3 separate regions of the Mus musculus genome follow, and all the other regions are linked to region 2. A link is a contact called in public Hi-C and promoter capture Hi-C data. All regions are on one chromosome and are shown on one strand. The core of a region is the stretch at or near the end of the contact, and the rest is flanking DNA. Distances in the headings are between cores, read along the strand shown. Region 1 holds the start of A230103O09Rik (RIKEN cDNA A230103O09 gene). Region 2 holds the start of Slc35b3 (solute carrier family 35, member B3). Region 3 holds the start of Snrnp48 (small nuclear ribonucleoprotein 48 (U11/U12)).

What was found. Promoter capture Hi-C pulls out the DNA fragments that hold promoters and counts their contacts. Hi-C and Micro-C count contacts between places; a contact is called where the count stands out from the background.
Region 1: a contact with region 2 is called in a promoter capture Hi-C map of hippocampal neurons, with 2.5 times the contacts expected there. The contact joins the promoter of A230103O09Rik here to the promoter of Slc35b3 in region 2. A contact is called at or near these places in 2 of 39 promoter capture datasets (embryonic stem cells and hippocampal neurons).
Region 3: a Hi-C map of B cells shows a contact between it and region 2, with 7 read pairs. The contact joins the promoter of Snrnp48 here to the promoter of Slc35b3 in region 2. A contact is called at or near these places in 2 of 484 Hi-C or Micro-C datasets (B cells and CD4 T cells).

Annotation. Positions count from the first base shown.
Region 1 is chr13:39,821,581-39,825,648 of GRCm38.p6, forward strand. A230103O09Rik (RIKEN cDNA A230103O09 gene) reads left to right here and starts at 2,599. Exons shown (of 2, transcript NR_167690.1): 1 at 2,599-2,826.
Region 2 is chr13:38,957,809-38,962,250 of GRCm38.p6, forward strand. Slc35b3 (solute carrier family 35, member B3) reads right to left here and starts at 2,729. Exons shown (of 10, transcript NM_134060.4): 1 at 2,624-2,729. It overlaps 5033403F01Rik (RIKEN cDNA 5033403F01 gene), which reads left to right and starts at 2,811. Exons shown (of 3, transcript NR_131019.1): 1 at 2,811-3,414.
Region 3 is chr13:38,203,496-38,208,100 of GRCm38.p6, forward strand. It overlaps Snrnp48 (small nuclear ribonucleoprotein 48 (U11/U12)), which reads left to right and starts at 1,444. Exons shown (of 9, transcript NM_026382.2): 1 at 1,444-1,633. The coding sequence starts at 1,478.

The DNA of each region.
Region 1 (4,068 bases), core at 1,349-3,848, 860 kb after region 2:
TTGATGTAGAGGCAGCACTAAGTAGACAATGTGGTTTTTAGAAAGAGCACATAAATTTAGGAGTAGAAAATGGTAAGGGAGAGGAGAGAGGAACTGGAGAGGGGGATCGAAATGAATGACATGGATTTATAAAATTCCCAAATAAAAAATTAAAGTCAGAAAACAAATGTGTAATTTCATCGTTCTTCTAACTTCAAAATATCCAGATGCAAATTAAGATGGCCACCATGTTACTAGGTGAAACAGTCCCTGCTCTTGCTACTGCGTCTGTGGTCCCTCATGGCCCCAGACATCACGTGGAGGGTGACTCTCTTTAGTTTTCCTTTTCCTTTCAGTTCTCTGGTATTCATCTTGCCAAGTTTCAGTTTTATTTTTAGCGATTGTATTTTAGAGTCAGGCCTTTTCTTGGACTAACCAGTCTTGGCTGGTTGGCAGGGATGGGGGTGGGGTGTGGGGTGAGGAGAGGAAGGATGCCTAAGCTGGCTGAGCCTATTTCTGAAGGATGTGGCCTCCCAAGCCACCAGCTCTACTCAGGTGGCTCAGTGAGTTCTTTCTTAAGTATCTCTATGTTGCTTTGTTAAACCCTAGTTTCCAAAGACAAAGCATTTTCCCAGTTTCTCTTGCTCCTGCTATTATTATCTTGCACACAGATGGGGAGTGTGCAGATTTACAGTTGTCTGGAATGTCTTAAGCATCCGCTGGCATTTTATAGTTTGTGGGAAATAGGAATCACGCACGAGAGTGACTGAGGTAGTAGCAATAGAAATATGACAATTATTAGCAATATCTTGCCATAAACCCACAATTCAGCTTATAATTTTCCTAAGTTCATAAAGCCATTTAAAATTCTGTGTTTTATTTCTGATTTTAAAACTAACTATATATTTTCAGATCAATCCTCCACTGAGTTTTCTTAGGATTTTATGCATTGTACACTCAAGTTTCCACTATGATAGCTGGCTGATGTCTCTCAGAATTGTCTCCATGATCAGCTGTTTAGGGTGAGGCCAATCACAGCACTGCATGCCATTGTGTGAGTTCTGACTATATTTACGGAATCGTTCAGTATTTATATTTCATGTTAAATAACTGCCTTTGGTGTTTCAAGTGTGTCTTTAAGTACACATACACTTATTTTTCATAAATAGTATTTAAAACACCTGAGTACACACATACACACACTTTACATTTCAAAAATAGCATCATTTCCTAAACTATAGCTTGTTAAAACTGGGTACATATATAGAGAAAGCTTGTCATTTAGTAGAGTCCTACTTTACAGTGGGTTAATGCTAGAAAAAGGGAATAAATTGTGATACTTAAGCAATGTAGCCAGAAATTGGTACTGTATCTCTTTAGCATCCTTTCGTTGGTGAATATTTGGAAAAAATAAGTTGAATTTTAACATGGGAAAATATTGTATTCATGAGCACATTACATATAAGAACCATGTATGTAAATGGCTATATTTATAATTCCAATTTCATATTTAAAACAAAACAAAAATACACAAGTCCAGCCACATAGGCATCTCTGAAGGGTGTAGAAAAACTAGAGAGAACGACCGTGTGAAGACTGTCCCTGCTGCGCCCTTCTCCCCTTCTGTATTCACAGTAGATGGAGCCACTTAACACTGACCCCCACACTCCACCCCACACTAACCTCCCGAAAAGTTACCCAACCCCGTAAGGATCCACAGAGTCATAGTACCACCTTGGAGATATTTCCAAGACTAGAGTTAGCCAAACGATTCTATTCCATGTTTATGCTCCATACTAGACACGGAAAAAAAAAAAAAAACACCCAAAAAACAAAAAAACAAACCATGATTGCCCAGGCACATCCCCGGTGTAGCCAGTGGGCCAGCCCAACCCAGTCGATGCCTTTTTCAGAATCAGCCTGTTCCTCAGCACTTGCCTGGCTTGTTAAGCAGCCTGGTATCTTCACCCATGGAGACAGCACTTGAATGGCAGGCACCGAGCCAGTGTTTACCCTGTGGGGCTCCTGAGGAGCACCGTATCTGTCAACACTTCCTATCACTCTCCCATTTATGCAAACCAATTCTCCCCACCCCCACTGTTTTTTTCCCCCTTTTGGCTTGATGCATTCATCGCCAGACTGCAGACACCTAGTTAATCCATTTAGAAGCTATCAGCTCTGTTCATCGGCTCATAAACCTATTACCTTGGAGGCGCAGTTCTGAGGGACACAGGTGCCAGGCCAGGACACAAAACCCAATTGAGCTGTGTAGCAGGCAGTGTGGGGCTCCTAATCACGATTCTGCCTGCACGGGGACCTCCCCGTGTTCCGCCGTAGCAGGCACTTTATTAAATATCGATTTAAATCACGTCCTTTAATCAAATCTGATAGAGGACCTTTTTCACCTTCGCCCCTTCTCAGTTCCTCCTCACCCTCCTTTTCCAATCAGCCGGTCTGGTGACATCCAGAGCCCAGGAATGAATAGTTAGCAAGCCTTTCCCCAGCAAAACCCTCTTCAGCAGTAATGAGGCATTTGTGGTAATCGGGTGATGAAATGTAAATGGCAGTAATGAGCACAATTACATCCACTAGGGAGCCATCGGCGTGGCTTCTTTCCTCAGATAGATGAGGGCTTTCTCTGCCATTGCAGGCTGAGACTTCTCGGGGCTGCTGGATGGAGGCGCGGGCTGGCAGGAGCGGGAGCCCAGAAGCCAAAGCGGTGGCCTTGAACTCCAGGCCAAGATGCGCATCTACCAGCGTCGTCTCCCCTCCTCCCTCTACTTCCTCCCAGGCACGCCAGCTGCGGGGCTTTCAAACCGCGCCCTCTTCCTGCTTGAGGAGCTCAAGGTGAGCCTTGGGCCTGATGGCTGCACGGAAAACCTCTCTACATGTCAGCAGAGCTCAAAGCCAAGAGGTGGGACGCTTGCCAGGGAACACAGGGGCCATGCTGCTGTTTGTGCAGGCTTTGTAGTCAAGCAAGGAGACCCGACAAGTATGCAGGCATCTCCCGGAAAGGGAGCTCAGCACATCTGGGCGGGTGGTACCCGGAGCTGGGCTGGTGTTGTGTTCAGGATAAGATTTAACTACAGATCTAGAGTTGCTGACCAGAGATCTGACCTTGGAGTAGAGACAATGAACTGTGATTTAAGAAAACAAAAACCGGAAAAACAATAAAACCAATGGAAGTGAACGTGACTTGCCCTGACATAGAAAGACACATTATTGAAGTGTTGTTCTTGGACACGCAGTAAATGAACTTCCAATTTGCTAATGATTACAAGATATGTATCTAGGAATATTACAAATTACATGAATTTCTCATGGACAATTCTACGGAATAAAGGAGCAAAATGCTAACGCTCAATGTGGGACTCAGAGTTAGCAATGCTAATATAGGATTTTAATGATCTTTCATAAAATCTTATGACACTTAGATTAGTAGCTTCCAAACTCAGGAGAAGTTAGTATATTTTAAGATTATATTAACAATTTCCTGGTAGAACAACCATCTGATTTGTATTTTCTCCTTTGAGCTTTTTGTCATTAAATAGCTGTCTGGCTGGAGTTAACAGCTTCTGATAGAATAGGAGGCTAGATTTTATAAGGAGAACAATTTATTAAATTTGCATGACTATTGATCAATATGAGAAACATATCTATCGTTTAATAGCATTCACTTTAAGAGGGAACAAGTTTGGCCATTTATATTACATTTTCAAATGTTTTATTTCACTGTTTTCATAAAACATTAATTTCAAAGCATATTTACAGTTCTACTTTTTCCCCCCTCTTTTCCCCCCTCCATATTGCTTTTATTTGTTTTTGCCTTTGGGGAGAGGGATGATCAGTCATTTGAATTCCCCCACCCTTCTCTCTGAGTACTTTTACCAGGTATTCTCTGCTGAGTGTGGTGGTGTATGACTTTAAGCCCAGCACTGGAGAGGCAGAGACAGGTGAACCTCTGTGACTTGGAGGCCAGCCTGGTCTACAGAACAAGTTCTAGGACAGTGACACAGAATAACCCTGTCTTGAAAAACACAAAATAAAACAATGAATCAAAAAAAAAAAAAAAAAACAACCAAACAAACA
Region 2 (4,442 bases), core at 1,479-3,978:
AGCGCTGACAGTGGAAGAAAGCACCCCATGATTTGGAACTTTGCGTCTGAGCTCTGGAGCCACCTGAGGAGTCTTGGGCAAAGTCAACTCTCTGAGACTCAGGTTCTGAATCTCTACTGGGCAAAGGAAATGCAAGGGTTAAAGCATCTCTGCGGGATCTCTGAGACAAGTGTAAAAGAGCACAGCACACAGTATGGCATCCCAAATGCGGTAGCTTTTAGTATCCAGCTTTTCAGAAACACTGCTGAAGAGGTCTGGTGTGCTTAAGCTGACTCATCCTCCGGACATGGAATAGGAAACGGGGATCTGGAGTTCCCACCTAGCCTTCACTACAAATGTCCCTTCCGTCATCCACTATCAGAAAAAAAGATTCTCTTGTGCTCTGTTAAACATGTGACCAACATTACTCCATTCCACTCTCCTCCACTTTAACACTCCTACACACTTCCTGGAAGCCTTATGAGATGCAGTTCTAGGCTGCAGCACTACCCTCTTTAAAACACGTCCAACACAACACCCATCTCTCCTGAATTCTCTTTAGAGAGCACTTGTGCTAACAAGGAAATGGAGCCACTGTCACTGCTAACACGACATCTCATTACCACCAAACCTGCCCTGTAAAAGTCTGGCATTCAGTGTGCAGCTTTACACTACACTACTGATCAGAATATCGCTGGTCAGAAAGCATGAGTGAGGAAGGCCTCTGCTACTCTCAAACTCCGATCTCCGATGCTTGCAGTCTCACTTCTGTTTCTATTGTTAATAATTGATATTGTTATCTAAAGAATCAGAGCCAGGCATGGAGAGATGGCGTGGTGGTTAAAAATGTTTATTCCTCTTGCAGAAGTTTGGTTCCCAGCACCCGTCCTTGTTAGGTTTGCAATTGACTATTACTCTACCCTCAGATTCCCATCAGAACCCTCTCATGCATATATCCACAAGTACATTCATACACACACACACACAGACACACACAGACACACACACTACAAATAAATCTTATACAAACGAACAAACAAACAGGGACAAAGTCCTTATGGTACGGGGGGGGGGGGGGGGGGGGGGGGGGAAGGAGCCTGAACTACACAGAGAATTTAACACAAGGCTGGGCTACAGAGATCTTGTCTCCAAACAAACAAACAAAAGCTCAAGAACAGGATTACAAGTTTTCAAATCAAATAGCCAACATCTTGCTTTGCTTTAGAGACTCATAATACCCTCTGAAACTAGAACAGAAAGAAGTTGTGGAAGTGGATTGCTGCCTTGGGTCTCTTCTTAAAGCGCAACAGACACTTGGCACATTGCAGGGAGACATAACGGCTAAAATGGAGGTCAAAGAAGTGCTTAGAGTAAGTAAACACATACTGTGTGTGCACACACACAATCGGAAACAGGTGATGTTGCCTTACAATGACACACTGAAATAAAAGCTTATTTCTTTATACAAGTCTGTGTGTCTATGCCACAGATGGCAAGCAAGGGTCAGAAGACAACTCCTGGGAACTGGTTCTCTGTCATTTCACCTTATTGGTTCTGGGCTTGGCCACAGGCTTGGCCTCAGGTGCTCTTACCTGTCAGCTTGCTGGCCTCACCTTATCTCTTAACCTAGTCTTTTTTTTTTTTTTTTTTTTAATGTGAAGGAGGTACGCTTTCTATTACAAAGCTGGAATGGGAGGAAAACTTATCATGTGCACAGCCTGGAAAAGTCCCAGCTTCGCCAGAAACCTGCAACGCTCTAGTAACAATCATGTCTTCACAACTGGGTTCCAGGTGTGGGATAAGATCAAAGAGCAGAAAAACAAGATTGTGATTTCTCCCATACCTTATCACACAAAAGGGTGAGAGACTGGTGATTTCCGAAACTCTATTCCCCTCAAGGGCTAACAATAGGATTTAAAGTAGACTTTAAGCAGAAGTAATGCTATCTAAAATATTTTTCAAACGTTGTCAGTGTCTTTCCCCTCCAAGTCTCAAACTATCTCAACTCACTTGTAACAGAAATGTTTAACTAAAATTCGGGATTCTGATAATCTACTGTAGAAGTAACGCAGATGTAATTCATTCAAACACAAAAAACCAACCAAACAAAAAAACTCAAAACAAACAACTCATGATAGTAAACTAACAAAATCTTTCAGTGTTTTTCCCAAAGAAGAGAAAAGGAAGGAGGAAAGAAGGAAGACACGGAAAGATAGACAGACAAGGTAGGAAGAAAGAAAGGAGAAGAGAATTCAGCTGTAAAGCCCGAAAGAACGTACAGGGATTTCAGCGACATAAACTTAGCAGCCCTGCAAGAACAGTCAACTCGCTGCAAGGCAAACAGTCACCAGGTAACGGAGAGAGCGGACACAGACCCGGAAATGACTCTGAACTGCAAAAACAGCCAAGGGAATCCGAGAGACCAAGTCTCTGAGCACAGAGAGCAGGGTAGAGGAGGGGTCCGGCCCGGGGGTTCTCAGGCCAACAGGGAACGATGCTCTTCCCGGAAGCGCGCGCCCCGACCACCCCGACGGCGGCGGCGTCCACCTTCTCTGTTGACACGGTGTGGGAGCCCACCCGAGTTCTGCCTGACGACGCCTGGCCGCGCAGCAAGACCCCCACCTCCCAGCTCCGCCGCTGTCACCTCCTCGGTCTCCGTCTCCGCCTCCGGGTCTGCTCCCGCGACGGCCGCCTCGGCCGCCACCTCCCCGGAAGGTCTTCACACGCCGGACCCTGCGCGCCACTTCCGCCTAGGCGTCTCTGTGCGCGTGCGCCGGCGCGCGGCTCCGCCCCTTCGCCCTCCCCACCCCCTCGGCTGTTTCTACCTCTCCACCCTGCTCCTGCGTGCTCTGAGCAAGGGTCCTGTCCATCTCGTGGCTTCTGCGACCCAGTTGACTTCACATCCGCGATCGTGAGCCGGGGCGTGTGAAGGATGCCAAGGTTTAGAGTGCTCGAGCCGGATCTCAGCAGCCTGAGGTTCCCTTTCCCCAGCCTCCACCTTTTGATTCAAAGGGATGAAGTTGCTTCTCAACTACTTTCCTGTCCCAGTTCTCCGGACTCACTCCTACCCTTCTGGCCAAGGTGGACTGAAGAAACAGGAAGCCTGCGTCACATGCCCTTACAGTGATGATGGTTTGTAATTGGCCAGAAATGAACCAGGATTGTGTTGACATGCCACTCACTGCTTGAAATGTAAATCCCTGGCTTGGAGTCTGACAAATGTTATAAAATCTCTGATATTTGATCGCCAAATATCATAAATTATTCCACATTGAGAGCTACACTTACAGTTACTGAGATACAATGAAGAAAATGCCAAGATGGGCTTGGCGATAAGGATTATTACGATTACCTTAACCGGAATAGTATTCAAGAGTCTGCTTTGAAAAGGGGTGAATAGTGTCAACAGAAACGTTACAATCCGGTCAGATGTGTGTAAGTTTTAAAATTTCACAAGAATTAGGCATTGGGAAGCATTTATGCCTTAGGAGAGAATCTCTGAAGTGGTGAGGGAAAAGGTCCAGCTAGACATTTTAAAAATACCAGCCTTGCTAAGCCAGTTTTGTATGAAAGTTGAAACTTTAAAAAAAGGGGAGGAAAGAAAAAATCCTAAAGAGAATAACAAAGCCCATTTAGACATTTAGAGATGTCATTCTATGGCTCAACAATAGCAAATAGTAGCAGTAAAACAACTGTCAGCCAAGAAGGAACATTATTTATCAAACACCTGTTGAATGTGCCTATGTGTAGGGTCATATGCATAATTTATAAGTAGCTTATATGGACTTCCAGCCCTTAAGGAGTTATAGGACATAGGTGAGAAGGTAAATGGTAATATAAATCTGGAATACAAGAGGGGTTAAGGTCCACCCACTCTTGCTTAGGCAATCACAATAGCCTAGCTGGCTTCTATTATCTTTTACTTCCTTACAGCCTAATTCTGCCCAAGAGCAGGATTTGATGCTGCTTTGCTCTCAATGCTTTAATGGCTTTTACCATCTCATTGAAACCTAAAACCCTCTCCGTGGTTTGCAACTTGTTCTTGATGGGTCATATCCAAACAACACTTTAGAATTCATCTAACCCCCGTCAGGCACGACATGCCTCACTTTGCTTTGCTTTTCCTATTCCTTTGGTGTGGCACATTGCCCTCAGATATGTCCACTGGGAATGAAAACCAAGCATTTACCAACTGTTACCGTGGAATTAGGGATGAGGTGAGTGAGAGAGTAAGCAGGTAAGAGCAGCCCTGTTTGCCAATAGGAGCAAGGAAGACTGCAGTTATGGCCAGCCACAAAGCTAGATCCGAAACAGGGTTACCATTGCCTGTGGACTCATGAGGAATGCATACTCTTAATGTGAAGACAAGAAGCGCAGTCTCAGCATGTTGATAGCTTTTGACTAACCACAGAACAAACAGAAGAACCAAGGAACTATTCCCACAAAAGATAACCTCATGCCCA
Region 3 (4,605 bases), core at 194-2,693, 760 kb before region 2:
TTTTATTATAAACAAAAATGTTTATATTTGGTTTTTATTGAATTGAGCTTATCTATATCAAATTCCCCTTTTAGAAAAATGACTGCATAGCTAACTGCTACTCTGGCAACAGGCATCCATGTGGTACACAGACATATATGCAAAATATCATAAAATGCACTTTTTACATGAAAAATATTCAAGACAGCATGTTACTACCTGAGAGTTACAGTATTCTATGTTGTTAACAGGATGCTTTACAAACTGTTAAACTGTCACTGAACTAACATTTAGTCTCAGTGAATACAGTGTGGCCAATGACCACCTAGTGATTTCGAATTCAGGACCACCACTCTCAGGAGGAGAAGCCAAATGTAACTCAGACAGGAATTTGGTCTCTTAGATACCCCAGCACAGTCTCTCTCTCTCTCTCTCTCTCTCACACACACACACACAACAGGGTTTCTCTGTATATCCCTGGCTGTCCTGGAACTCACTTTAGACCAGGCTGGCCTCGAACTCAGAAATCTGCCTCCCAAGTGTCTGCCTTCCAAGTGCTGGCCAAGAGCCTGGCTCTCTCTCTTCCTTCCTTCCTTTCTTTCAAAGATTTATTTATTTATTATATGTAAGTACACTGTAGCTGTCTTCAGACACACCAGAAGAGGGCATCAGATCTCATTACGGGTGGTTGTGAGCCACCATGTGGTTGCTGGGATTTGAACTTCGGACCTTCGGAAGAGCAGTCGGGTGCTCTTACCCACTGAGCCATCTCACCAGCCCTCTTCCTTTCTTTCTTAAAGATATATCTATCTATCTATTTATCTAATGTATAGGAGTACACTGTAGCTGTCTTCAGACACACCAGAAGAGGGTATCAGATCCCATTTTAGATGGTTGTGAGCCACCTTGTGGTTCCTGGGAACTGAACTCAGGACACCTCTGGAAGAGCAGTCAATGCTCTTAACCAGTCCTGTTCTAAATTAAGAAATAATAACCAATTATAGCCAATTGGTTAAAACATAATAAATTGCTTTAAAAAGAATTTGAAGAGCCGTTTCAGGAATTTTCTGTTTGATCATGCATTGTGATTATGTAGGAAAATGTTCTGAGGATGTGCATAATAGCATTTGGGATAAAGAATCTAGAAGTAATTGTAAGAGGGAAAACGCTAATGAGCTGGAGAAAGGCTACACTGACACTTTCTGTGTTGTTCTTTAAACTTTCCTGCCGATATAAATAATTTCTCCTAAAAACATCGAAGGAGCAGCGGAATGATGCTCAAAGCTGGGACGCAAGTTCTAACCTGCTACGCAAACTAAACCCAGAAGAGCGTGGAAACACCTTTCAAAACTACCGCTTCCGCCCTGCCCGTCGGCTCTTCCCGATAGGCTGGCGCCATCCCGGGGCCCCGCCCACGGCTCCCAGAAGCCCGTGCGCGCCCAGAAGCTCGTGCGCGCCCAGCAGTTCCGCCTCTTCCTGCCTGAGGTGAGCTGCCATCATGGAGACCGAACCTCCTCCTCTGGAAGAGCGGCGTCGGCTCCAGGAGGAGCTGAGCGAGTTTGTGGAGAGCTGCTGCCGGACGCTGGAGGAGGTGACGGCGTCCCTGGGATGGAGCCTGGATCAGCTGGACCCCGGGGACGAGGCGGAGGCCGAGGTGAGGGGCGAGGTTGCCCGGCCTTTCCCGGGCCGCTGACTTCTCGCCGTGGGAAAGGCGCCCGGGGAGCCCACTTCTCTCCATCCCGGTGCGATGCAGGGGAGGACAGGGCTCGTCCGGTGCATATCCCGGGGGCGCTGCTGCTGAGGTTGGCGATTTGCTTCGTCATGATATAAGGATTCTGCATTGCGTTAGATTCAGTGTTCACTTTTCTCTATCTTAAACCCGGACGCTTCCCACTCGGACAGGACCGATTGTGGGACGATTAAAGGGCGCCACCAAGGAATGGTAGCTAGTAGCGGACCCCTAAGGAGTGTATTAGAGTGAATTATCCTGACTTATTTAATAGGTGCAGGATAGAGGGAATTTGCGTTGCGCGGTGATTTCTTATACCCTCTTCATTTACTATGATGCAGTAACAAGGTTTAAGTCATATGTCGATGGAAATATTTAAGATATATGCAATTTACGTACAAGCTAATCACCATTGTCTTAAAATTGAAGTGGAAATTGGAAAGAAAAAAAACCCTTCATTGTACCTTTACAAGTATATTTGGAGTTGTGAATTAACCAATATAGTTCATGGCTTAAAGCCTAGTAACGATGCTGTAAAAATGGATTTGGGGGACAACTGAAAAAGTTTGAGGTATGAATTGATAATTTTATGAAATTTCCAGACCATTGAGAATGGAGGGCCCCACCACTCCTTCATTTATTATCGAGATATTAGACAACATCGTGATATTAACACTTAACACGTTCTAAATGGCACTGCGTTACTTCATTTAAAATTCGTATCCCAAGGAGGCTAGAATAATTGGCAGCATTTTACAAATGAAGAAACAAAAACATCCCAGTGGGATTGGCAACTGGGACTTGCAGGCCTTCTGATTTCTGAGGTGTATTTTGCTTAACCGCTATATGAAAGTCCATTGTAAAACTCCCAGATTATCCAGTAAACCGTGAAGTACATGATTATCTGATACTCACTGTTGTAACTGGCTTAAAAAATCTGGTAAATGACATTGATAGTTTTGAGACTAGTCCAGATAATTAATCAATTTCCATGTTTCATGTGCACTTGTAGAGTTTGTCATGGTAACAGTGGGGGGAGGGGTAAAGAAATGACAGCTGTTATTGTGTGGCAAAGTCTGTAATGGGGGGAGTTGAAATTTTTGTAGTACTGGTTATTATAGACTATGATGGGTCAGAAAAAGCATCTAGAAAAGTATATTCTTTAAAATCTGCGTGGGGCTAGGCTAGAGAGATGGCTCAGCGGTTAAGAGTGCTGGTTCCTCTTCCAGAGGTCCTGAGTTCAATCCCAGCAACCACATGATGGCTCATCAAACCCTATGGGATTTGATGCCCTCTTCTGGTGTGCAGGTATACAGGAAGAACACTCATATACATAAAATACCTAAATGAATAAGCCTTTAAAAAACTTATGGGGGCTGGTGAGATGGCTCAGTGGGTAATAGTACCCGACTGCTCTTCCGAAGGTCCAGAGTTCAAATCCCAGCAACCACATACATGGTGGCTCACAACCATCCGTAACAAGATCTGACGCCCTCTTCTGGAGTGTCTGAAGACAGCTACAATGTACTTACATATAATGAATAAACAAATCTTAAAAAAAAAAAACAAACTTATGGATATGTGTGGGGGTATGGCCTGGGTAATGGGTCCTCAACTTTTACCTTGTTTCGGGTCTCTTGTTGTCTTGATATTGCCATCATCATTCTAGCTGGCCTGTGAGCTTCTGGCTATTTTCCCTTCTATCTTCTATCTCTGTGGGAACAATGAAATTGCAGGTGCATATTAACCATACCCATTTTTTGCATGGGTTCTAAGGATTTGAACTCCAGTCCTTTTGCTTCTTTTACTGAGACATCTCCCCAGCCCTGACCAAAATAACAACAACAACAACAACAACAACTGAGTAGAATTAGTTAGGTCAAGCACAGAGAAAGCATCAGCAGACCTAGAAGTCCTGGCTTAGATGATAAGATTAGAGAGCCTCAAGTGCTTAAGGATGGTTAGAACATGAGGAGGAGAATTGCTTGTAGCCCCGCCTTTGCTCCATGATCTAAATGGGAAGTACAATGGTAGCAGGTAGGGGCTGTATAGGTTATAAGGAGCCTTATAAAGGCCCTTGTCAGGCACATTGGAGAATCTTGTTTTCTGTTTGTTTGCCTTTTTATGAAAAAACAATGGCAACAGGGGAGGCATAGACAGACTTTAAGTCAGGGAATATCCAAATTAAATTTGTGTTTTAATAAAATACCCACTAATATGTATTTAGTGCAGAGTACCAAGCCCTACTTCAAATGGTTTCTGTGTATAAACCCAGATATTTATATTTATTTAATCTTCATGATATCTTTGTGAGATAAGGGTCCATTGCTTCTTTTTTTAGAAAAAGAAAGTAGCTCAAGGAGAAGTTAGTTATATTACCTCTTATAGTTAGTAAATGGGAGAGCTGGGGTTTCCAAAATGGCTACATGGTGGAGAGTGTAGTAGAATGTAGTAGAGAGCAGCCATCCTGGAAGCAGAGATGGGGAGCAGTAAGATAGCTGTTGTAATCCAGAGAAGGAACAGTGACGTTCTGAATTGGTCAAGTGGCACTGGGGCTAGAGAGAACTCTGGGATTTCAAAGACCCTTAGGAGTTAAAATGTCAGGACTAGGTGGCTGCTTGGGTGTGGGTGGTTAGGGAAGAGGCAGGTTTTTCTTGAGCAGGTGACACCTTTCACTGAAACGGGAGAAGGCAAGTTTGAGTGCTAGGAGGCTTTTGTGGTGTTGTGATTAAAACACCCAGCCACAGCAAGGTAAGAAAGGAAGGTGTGATGATCAGTTTGACACAATGCAGAGTCACCTGGGAAGGGAGTCTCAGTAAGGCATTGTCTAGGTTGGCCTGTGGGGTCCTCCCCACCCCCAGAAGGGCTTTATTCACTGGGTTAACTAAGGTGGGAAA